Linked DNA regions of Mus musculus: region 2 is linked to region 1. A link is a contact called in public Hi-C data. All regions are on one chromosome and are shown on one strand. Each heading gives the region's core, a stretch centred on a gene start, on an enhancer-like site or on the middle of the called end of the contact. The rest is flanking DNA. Distances are from core to core; before and after follow the strand shown. Region 1 overlaps Dlgap2 (DLG associated protein 2). Region 2 overlaps Dlgap2 (DLG associated protein 2).

Evidence for each region. A called contact is a pair of places that touch in the nucleus more often than the background predicts.
Region 2: a contact with region 1 is called in a Hi-C map of the STO cell line, with 2.8 times the contacts expected there. The contact joins two enhancer-like sites. A contact is called at or near these places in 1 of 15 datasets of contacts at CTCF or cohesin (the NIH/3T3 cell line), 6 of 484 Hi-C or Micro-C datasets (the C2C12 cell line, the STO cell line, embryonic fibroblasts and 2 more), 1 of 115 datasets of contacts at active chromatin or transcription factors (the NIH/3T3 cell line) and 1 of 9 other capture datasets (embryonic stem cells).

What each region holds. Positions count from the first base shown.
Region 1 is chr8:14,602,218-14,606,055 of GRCm38.p6, forward strand. The region is part of intron 4 of Dlgap2 (DLG associated protein 2); the gene reads left to right. Among named protein-coding and RNA genes, the nearest start is that of C030037F17Rik, 160 kb to the right of the region's middle. Within about 2 kb of position 1,299, at least 43 of the 459 cell types and tissues checked have an H3K27ac peak or open chromatin away from gene starts, as enhancers often do. A contact at or near this core is called in the STO cell line and muscle stem cells, where this site is marked.
Region 2 is chr8:14,711,684-14,715,315 of GRCm38.p6, forward strand. The region is part of intron 5 of Dlgap2 (DLG associated protein 2); the gene reads left to right. Among named protein-coding and RNA genes, the nearest start is that of C030037F17Rik, 53 kb to the right of the region's middle. Within about 2 kb of position 1,443, at least 6 of the 459 cell types and tissues checked have an H3K27ac peak or open chromatin away from gene starts, as enhancers often do. A contact at or near this core is called in the STO cell line and muscle stem cells, where this site is marked.

The DNA.
Region 1 (3,838 bases), core at 49-2,548:
AGACATCAGCTCTTCCAATGACTCTCAAAGCAATTCCAGAGGTGACAGGATGTCCCCACCTGCCCAGCCCCTGTCCTTCTGGGGCCTCAATCCTACACACACACATCTACTCCAGAATATTGGAGAGTATCCACAGCGTGCCTAGTACTGCAACAGCTGAGTACCAGTCGCTAGAAGTTGCTTGGCCGCATGAGAGCATCAGAGACCCTGTAGGGTCACTTTGAGAGCATCTGTAGGGTCACTTTGCTTTTGAGCCCCTGGGAAACACTGAAATAGTTAAGGGCTTTCTGATGCACCAGGACTCTCTGTTCATGGCTTTGTTTAAAAAGGACTTAATTTTTTAAAAATATTATGTGTCTATTGTACAGAAAACAGGGCTTGTTATGGCTTGTATTACACATCCATATGATGGACTTTGAGAAATTCACCCAAACACCCCTCTTTCAAGTAATTTCCAATGGAATATTTTGGGACTTTTTCACTGGCCTGGATCTTGTAATGACTGTCTGTACAGCTGTAGAATGCAGCCTTACCCTTCTCCTTGGTGGCCTGGGTACCCTTCACCCTACTTAAGGTCTCCTAAACGTTTGCAGGACCACTCTCTCAGCTGTCTGTGCCAGGGCAGATCAGTGCCCAGACTGCACCTGGTGGGTCTTTGCAGGGCTGTGTAAGGTGGCAAGAAGGTATCACGATGAAGCAGGAAACACCATGGGTGAATAACATTGTCCAAGTGTAGGCTGCTGCAGGCCCCACCCCTTCTTCCCATCAAGCAAATTTATGACAGCATTGCTACTTGTACCTGGCACCAAACTTCCAACATTTAGTCTCCACTGCACCACACACACAAGGTGACGCCCAAGGACAGTATGGCCCCGTTCTTTCAGCTGGCATTTCATGGGTCAGCTTCTCCCCACACGGGACTTAAGAGTTCTAAGATGACCCAAATTCATCTGACGTCTTTACTGTAGGGCATGTTCATAGGACGTGTGTTTATCGTTCTTAGTGATTTATAGAAATGGAAATATATGCATTGCCTTTTAAAATTACTTTATCTCTATTTTTCCTCCTATCTTCAGAATTAATTTGAATACCCAGCCCTGTAGCCAGCTGCCTGTTGTTGCAGGATACATAAACACTTCAACTTCTGCTGGGCCATAATCATTTTAGGCGAATGGCATCAAATGAATGATATTATTATTTGGCTGGGTATATTCTCGGCTTGCTCCATAGTCTAAGTAGAAACAGAGATTCATCTGGAAGCTGCCAGCAGCTGCTTATTCACTCCTCAGCTCACCGAGCCAACATTCCTCTCCTCACGAGGTCCTGTCTGAGCTATTGGAGAAGTCTCAGTCAGTGACTTCATTCCCACCCAAAACTCTGGCATGAGACAGGATATTTTCCAGGCCCTGTGAATAGAATCCTAAGATAATAAAATAACCAATGCATGGCTCCAAGCAGAAATCTCTGTCCTGACATGTGGGCTAGAGCCAGGCACCTCCTGCCTTTGTTACGCCCTTCTCCTTGGCGTGGTGTCCCCCGTGTCCCCTGTGTGCTTTCTTCCTCTCACTGAACCAGATGAGAAGCAGAAAGAGGGAGGGTCCTGAGATGACATGTCGGGGATTCTGGGAAAATGAAGTCTAGAAGAGGTGAGCACTTAGGACTTAGGGGGGAATCTTATCTATAACCAGGTGTATATTGAGACCCCTCTGAGGAGTATCCAATGGCACCTGTGCTGGCAGGGACAGCAGATGAGAGAGAGCCTCTTTCTCCCCTCCATGGGCACAGCTTTGGACCTGGGACAGGCAGAACAGATCGAGTCTGAGTGCTGATGGCACCAGCAAGGTTTGGCTCCAGTCTAGCCACCTTCGCTGCATATATAACCTTGGCCAGCTGTGTCACTTCTGAGTCTGTTATTCACATCTTCACTGCAGAGGACGGTTATGATCTCCTTGTGGTTCTAAAGAGTAGGTGTGTGTGTGTGTGTGTGGGGGGGGGGTGTCTGCAGCATCCAGTCCATGCAGGGATCTGTTGCACCACTTTATCTCACTGTGCCCCCAGAGCTGTGCCCCACTGAGAGAGCCTAGGCTCCTCTTACCCCCCACCCCCTTTCCCTCTTTCTCTCTCCCTCCCTCCATCCCAGAGCACTGATCTCACTTTCTTGGAAAGCGCTTCAGAGGGGGCCCTGCTGAGCACTGAAGTTTTCACATTGATTTTCCACAGATTTATGTTTTAATTAGGGAAGCTAAGACTTTAGCTTTGAGCACCCTCGCGCATGTCTTCCAGATATTTATTTTAGCTTAAGATGCATGGCCTCACAAATTCCCGAGCTTTTCTTAATTTAGTGCAATTTCAAAAGTGTGTAACTGGGTTCTCTTGCCCTGACTCCTTTCCCGTGATCTTCAAACATTCCGTTGTTCCTCTGGAATTCTGAGGTGCACACACACACACATTCTCACACATATACTCACACACACACACACACACACACACGCACACACACTACACACACACTCACAGACTACACACACACTGACACATGCTACACACACATACACTCACACACACTACACACACTCACACACACTACACACACTCGTACACACACTACACACACACACACACTACACACACACACACTCACACACACTACACACACTCACACTACACACACACACACACACTCACACAAACACACATTCTCACACATATACTCACACACACACACTTCACATACTACAAACACTGACACACACACTGACACATGCTACACACACATACACTCACACACACTACACACACTAGCACACACTCACACTACACACACTCACACACACTACACACACTCACACACACTACACACACTCACACACACTACACACACACACACTCACACAAACACAAACACACATTCTCACACATATACTCACACACACACACTTCACATACTACACACACTGACACACACACTGACACATGCTACACACACACTCACACACACTACACACACTAGCACACACTCACACTACACACACTCACACACACTACACACACACACTCACACACACTCAGTGCTCCAGCCCTGCAGGACACAGGATATAATGCTGCCGGATCGCCAAGCTTTAAAAGAAGCCAATAATCCCATTTCTGTTTGAATGTGAAATTTTCTCATTTTTAAATGCTGGCAGGTAATTAAAACACAGAAGTGGGCCAAACGAGATCCTTCTGCTTCTGCAGGTAGACGTGGCTGCCAGCCAACACACTTTCATCCTTGCTGCAGAGGAGAGATGGGGATCTGAGGGAAGACCTGCATGCAGCCTTGAAATGCCTGCTCCCAGTCTGTAGTTCTGAGGCTTGGTTGCCTGCCCTGCATAGGAAGCATGTCCAGCACCCTTCCTTGTAGTTCCAGGACAGAACTGTCCCTCTGCATGCTTCCCTGCCCCCCGAAACGGGGAGTGAAGGAAAACACAGCTGCTGCTAGGGGAAGTCGGAAGTGACCCCACCCTGACCCCGGTGGAGCTACACCCAGGATTAGGCTTTGGCCTGCAAGTACAGCAAGCCTCGCTACACCTTTTCCTGTAGCATTCGCAGGCCTCCATCCCCACCGCCCATCACCTTATCAGTGCTGCCTTTTCCTAACTCCCCACTGACTGCCATGCTCCTTCCCCAGCCCTGGGTAAACCTTGTTCACCCTTCCCTGAGGCTCAGACCCTTGTCTTGGTTCAGGTGTGGTTAGTGTACAGAGTGGAACACTGCATAGCCCCTCAGTGGCCACATACCTCCTCCTGCTGGGTAGTCTATTTCTTCCATAGAACTGTTCTCACAGGACCGTGGAAGAGAT
Region 2 (3,632 bases), core at 193-2,692, 110 kb after region 1:
ATTACTCTTGGCTCAAAACTAAGATAATACAAAATATAAAAGAATTCTCAAATCTCTCACGCAGCCAGCCAAACCCTCTGCACAGGGGTGAGATGCTTCTTGCACTTCTGAGCCAATATTATTGAAAGGAGACCACACCTGCCCAGGTTTTCCCCTACAGAGGAGATTGTGAGCCATTGTGGGCCTGTTTGCTTCTGTGGACCCCCACTTGGGTCTGATCTTGGGCCAGCTGCCTGCACCCTTTGTCCAGCTAGCAGTGAACAGGTTATGATTCGTATAGAGTTCCAAAGATAGTGGAAGGCACTTGCTGGACCCAGAGAAAGGATAGAACCTCTCTGTTGTATGGAATTTGGTAGCCTCTGGGCACTGCTACATAGGACTTTGTCTTGGTTTGAGTTTCTATTGCTGCAACAAAACACCATGACCAAAAAGGAAGTTGGAGAGGAAAGGGTTTATTTGGCTTACACTTCCACATCACTGTTCATTATTGAAGAAAGTCAGAACAGAATCTCAAGCAGGGCAGGAACCTGGAGGCAGAAGCTGATGCAGAGGCTATGAGGGATGCTGCTTACTGTCTTGCTTCCCATGGCTCACTCATGCAGCCTTCTTACAGAACCCAGGACCACCAGTCCATGGATAGCACTGCCCACAATGGACAAGGCCCTCCCCCATCAATCACTAATTCAGAAAATGCCCTTCAGCCCAATCTTATGGAGGCATTTCCTCAAATGGTCCCCTACTTTCAGATAACTCGGGCTTGTGTCAAGTTAGGTAAACCTATCCAGCACAGACCCTCTGAGAAATCACAAATACTTTTTGCACCATCCAGAACAGCCACCATCAGCCATGTGTGACTCTCAGTACCAGCCATGTAGCCCAAATGCCTGAGGAGCCGAGTACTCTGTTCACCTTTGAAAAACCTCGTAACAACTCTATTCCTATCAGATGCCTGCCTCATCCAATAGCATGAGATCCCTCCAAGAGGACACAGGTACACTCTCAGAATGTGCCCTGTTTTGAATCACAGAAGGCATATATGACGCCCACTCCTGCAGAGGGACCTGACTAGGACTTGCAGGCATTTGTAGAAAGGAAGCCAGGAGTTGTTATCTGTTGCTTAATGGATCAGGGGTTTGTTTTGAAAACAAGACACAGCATGTATAAAGTCTCTTTGGAGATGAAGGAAGTGCAGATGGGGGTTAGGGAGGCACTCTGTGGATGTTCTAGGCAGCTGGAAGGAGCCCACCCATCTTGAGTAACAACACAGTAACTGGATTTCAGTCAAGGCAGCTTCACAGACTAACCCTTGAAATGGCATCTTCAAAAAAGAAAAAAAAAAGTCATTAGTACTGGCAGCCTGGCTGATGATGGAGTCTGGTGTATCTCCGACAGCCCCGGTTGAGACCAGCTGAGGGATGTTATGCAGCATGACGTCCCTGCATTAGGCAGCTTGCCTGTACCATTTAGTCTTCCAATCAGGCACAAAATCGAGTTTGCTGATGTGTGTAGCTCTCACTGAAACGCCTGATGTTCCCAAATTGCATTCTGGTCAGAAAGGTCTGTGAATTACATACACCCTTCCTGGCCAGGACACAGTGTGTTAGTCCGCACTAGGATTTTCTTTGTTTTATCGTCTTCACGGCCTATTCTCTGGCCATGGCGGACCAAGTATGATATTGTACAAAGGGGGAAAAAAGTAAGTGTATATGTTCAGATAGTGTCTCTGTGAAGTGCAGAGAGCAGAGCTTACTGTTTGTATCGCAGCAACATATTGGAGCTGTCAGCCTATTCTGTATGAAGAAATGGAATCTAAAAGGTCATGTGACTCATCACACGCATCAGCTAGTGAAAGATCAAGTTGTGGTTTGGACCCAGGCCTCCTGGACCCCTTGGTGTTTGTGTTGGAATGGAGCTCAGATCAGATCAACTCTGGTTCCCCGTGCCATCTGCTGCAGTTATTATGTTATTGGATCTTTGATACTGTTTTTTGTTAGTTCCTGAAAATTGATGTAATGACACATAAACTTATAGTCGTTCTGAAAATCAAATCGGACCAATTCTAGGGATTTCTATTCTAATTACTTTCAGTGACCAGAAATAATTTTAATTAATTAGTGTTTTAGTCGCACATGGTAGTGTGACTTTTCCTGGGGTGATATGAGCAAATGTTTTCTCACTCTACATAGAACATCAACAGACCAAATAAACAATTCCACCAAGGTTCAAGTTGGTGAACCAATAAATATTGGGGTTACTTAGAAGATATTCATCAAAGGCAGCTACATGACTGCAAAGCTCACTTCAACCTGTATGAATCATAAAAGCGTCATCCTGGCAGCTCTCTGCATGATATACTGACAGCTTACCAGGTCAGATGGTCTCCTTTCCCCAGCAGTATTTACTGTTTATGTAGTATTGAGGAAGAAGCAGCCTTGTGAGTTTGATATGTTTCAGGAACTTCCTGAGACTTGTGGATTGCCTGTATCCTGAATCTTTTTAATATTATATTTTTGTTAACTCTTTGAAATTCTATATATGCACACAATATTCACTCTCCTCTGCTCCCCCTAATACCTACAGAGTCCATGATCACTTCAACTTTATACTTTCTTTTTCTTTTTTTTTTTATAACCCACTCATTCCACTTTGTGCTGACTATGTATAAATATGTGTGAGTTCATCTACTGGAACTTGATGGAACTATGAGAGGCGACAACCCTAAAAAGCTGACTACTTCTCCGCCCCCATCAGCAGTCATCAACTGTCAGTAGCTCCTCAGTGAGGGGTTGAAGCTCACAGGCTCCTATTCCCTCCCTGCTGGGATGCTGACTGGCTTGATATTGTATAGGTCTTGTGCAGACAATCACATTTGGTGTGAGTTTGTGAGAACATCAGTCCTGTGGTGTTCAGAAGATACTGGTCCTTCCCTGATCCTCCAAGTCTCTGGCTCTTACAGTCTTTCTTCTTCCTCTTCTGTGATGTTCCCCGAGCCTTGGTAGGAAAGTAAATGTGATATCGATTTTCCATTTGTGGCTGAGCACTCAAGTGACACCTGTCCTCTTCACTTTTACCAGTTGTGATTTTCGGGGCTAGCCATAATCCTCTGCACAAAGAGGCTTCTCTGAGGTCTGAAAGCTGTTCTAATCTAGATAGTATGTAGAGGACATTTTGATACTGTAACAGTAGGTTCATAGCTAAGGCCTACGGGCTCCCCAACCATGGTTCATGGTCAAGTTTACAGTACCAGGCATGTGTTTAAGGCAGGCCTTAAATCCAATTAAAAATAAAACAGCTGGTTATTCCCACAATAGCTGCGTCCCTATTGTACCCTGGTGCATATCTTGCCTGGTGGTCATTATTGTAACTTGCAGGCTTCAAGGCTGAGCATGACTGCTGTAACTTCTTTCTTCCAGCACCCGAAATACTTTCTGGTGCTATGAAAGCTAGTCAGAGGGGAAGGGGCTTCCCTATCAAAAACGGCTTAATTTATTCATGTCCTGTGACCACAGTATGGCATATCTTAAGCAATAGGCCCATACCATTGAGTTCTAGTGGATATCCAGTAGCCATTGCAATCACTTGCTTTGTTTGATGGGGTCTCCAGAATACCTCTTACCAACAGTTTGAGGGGA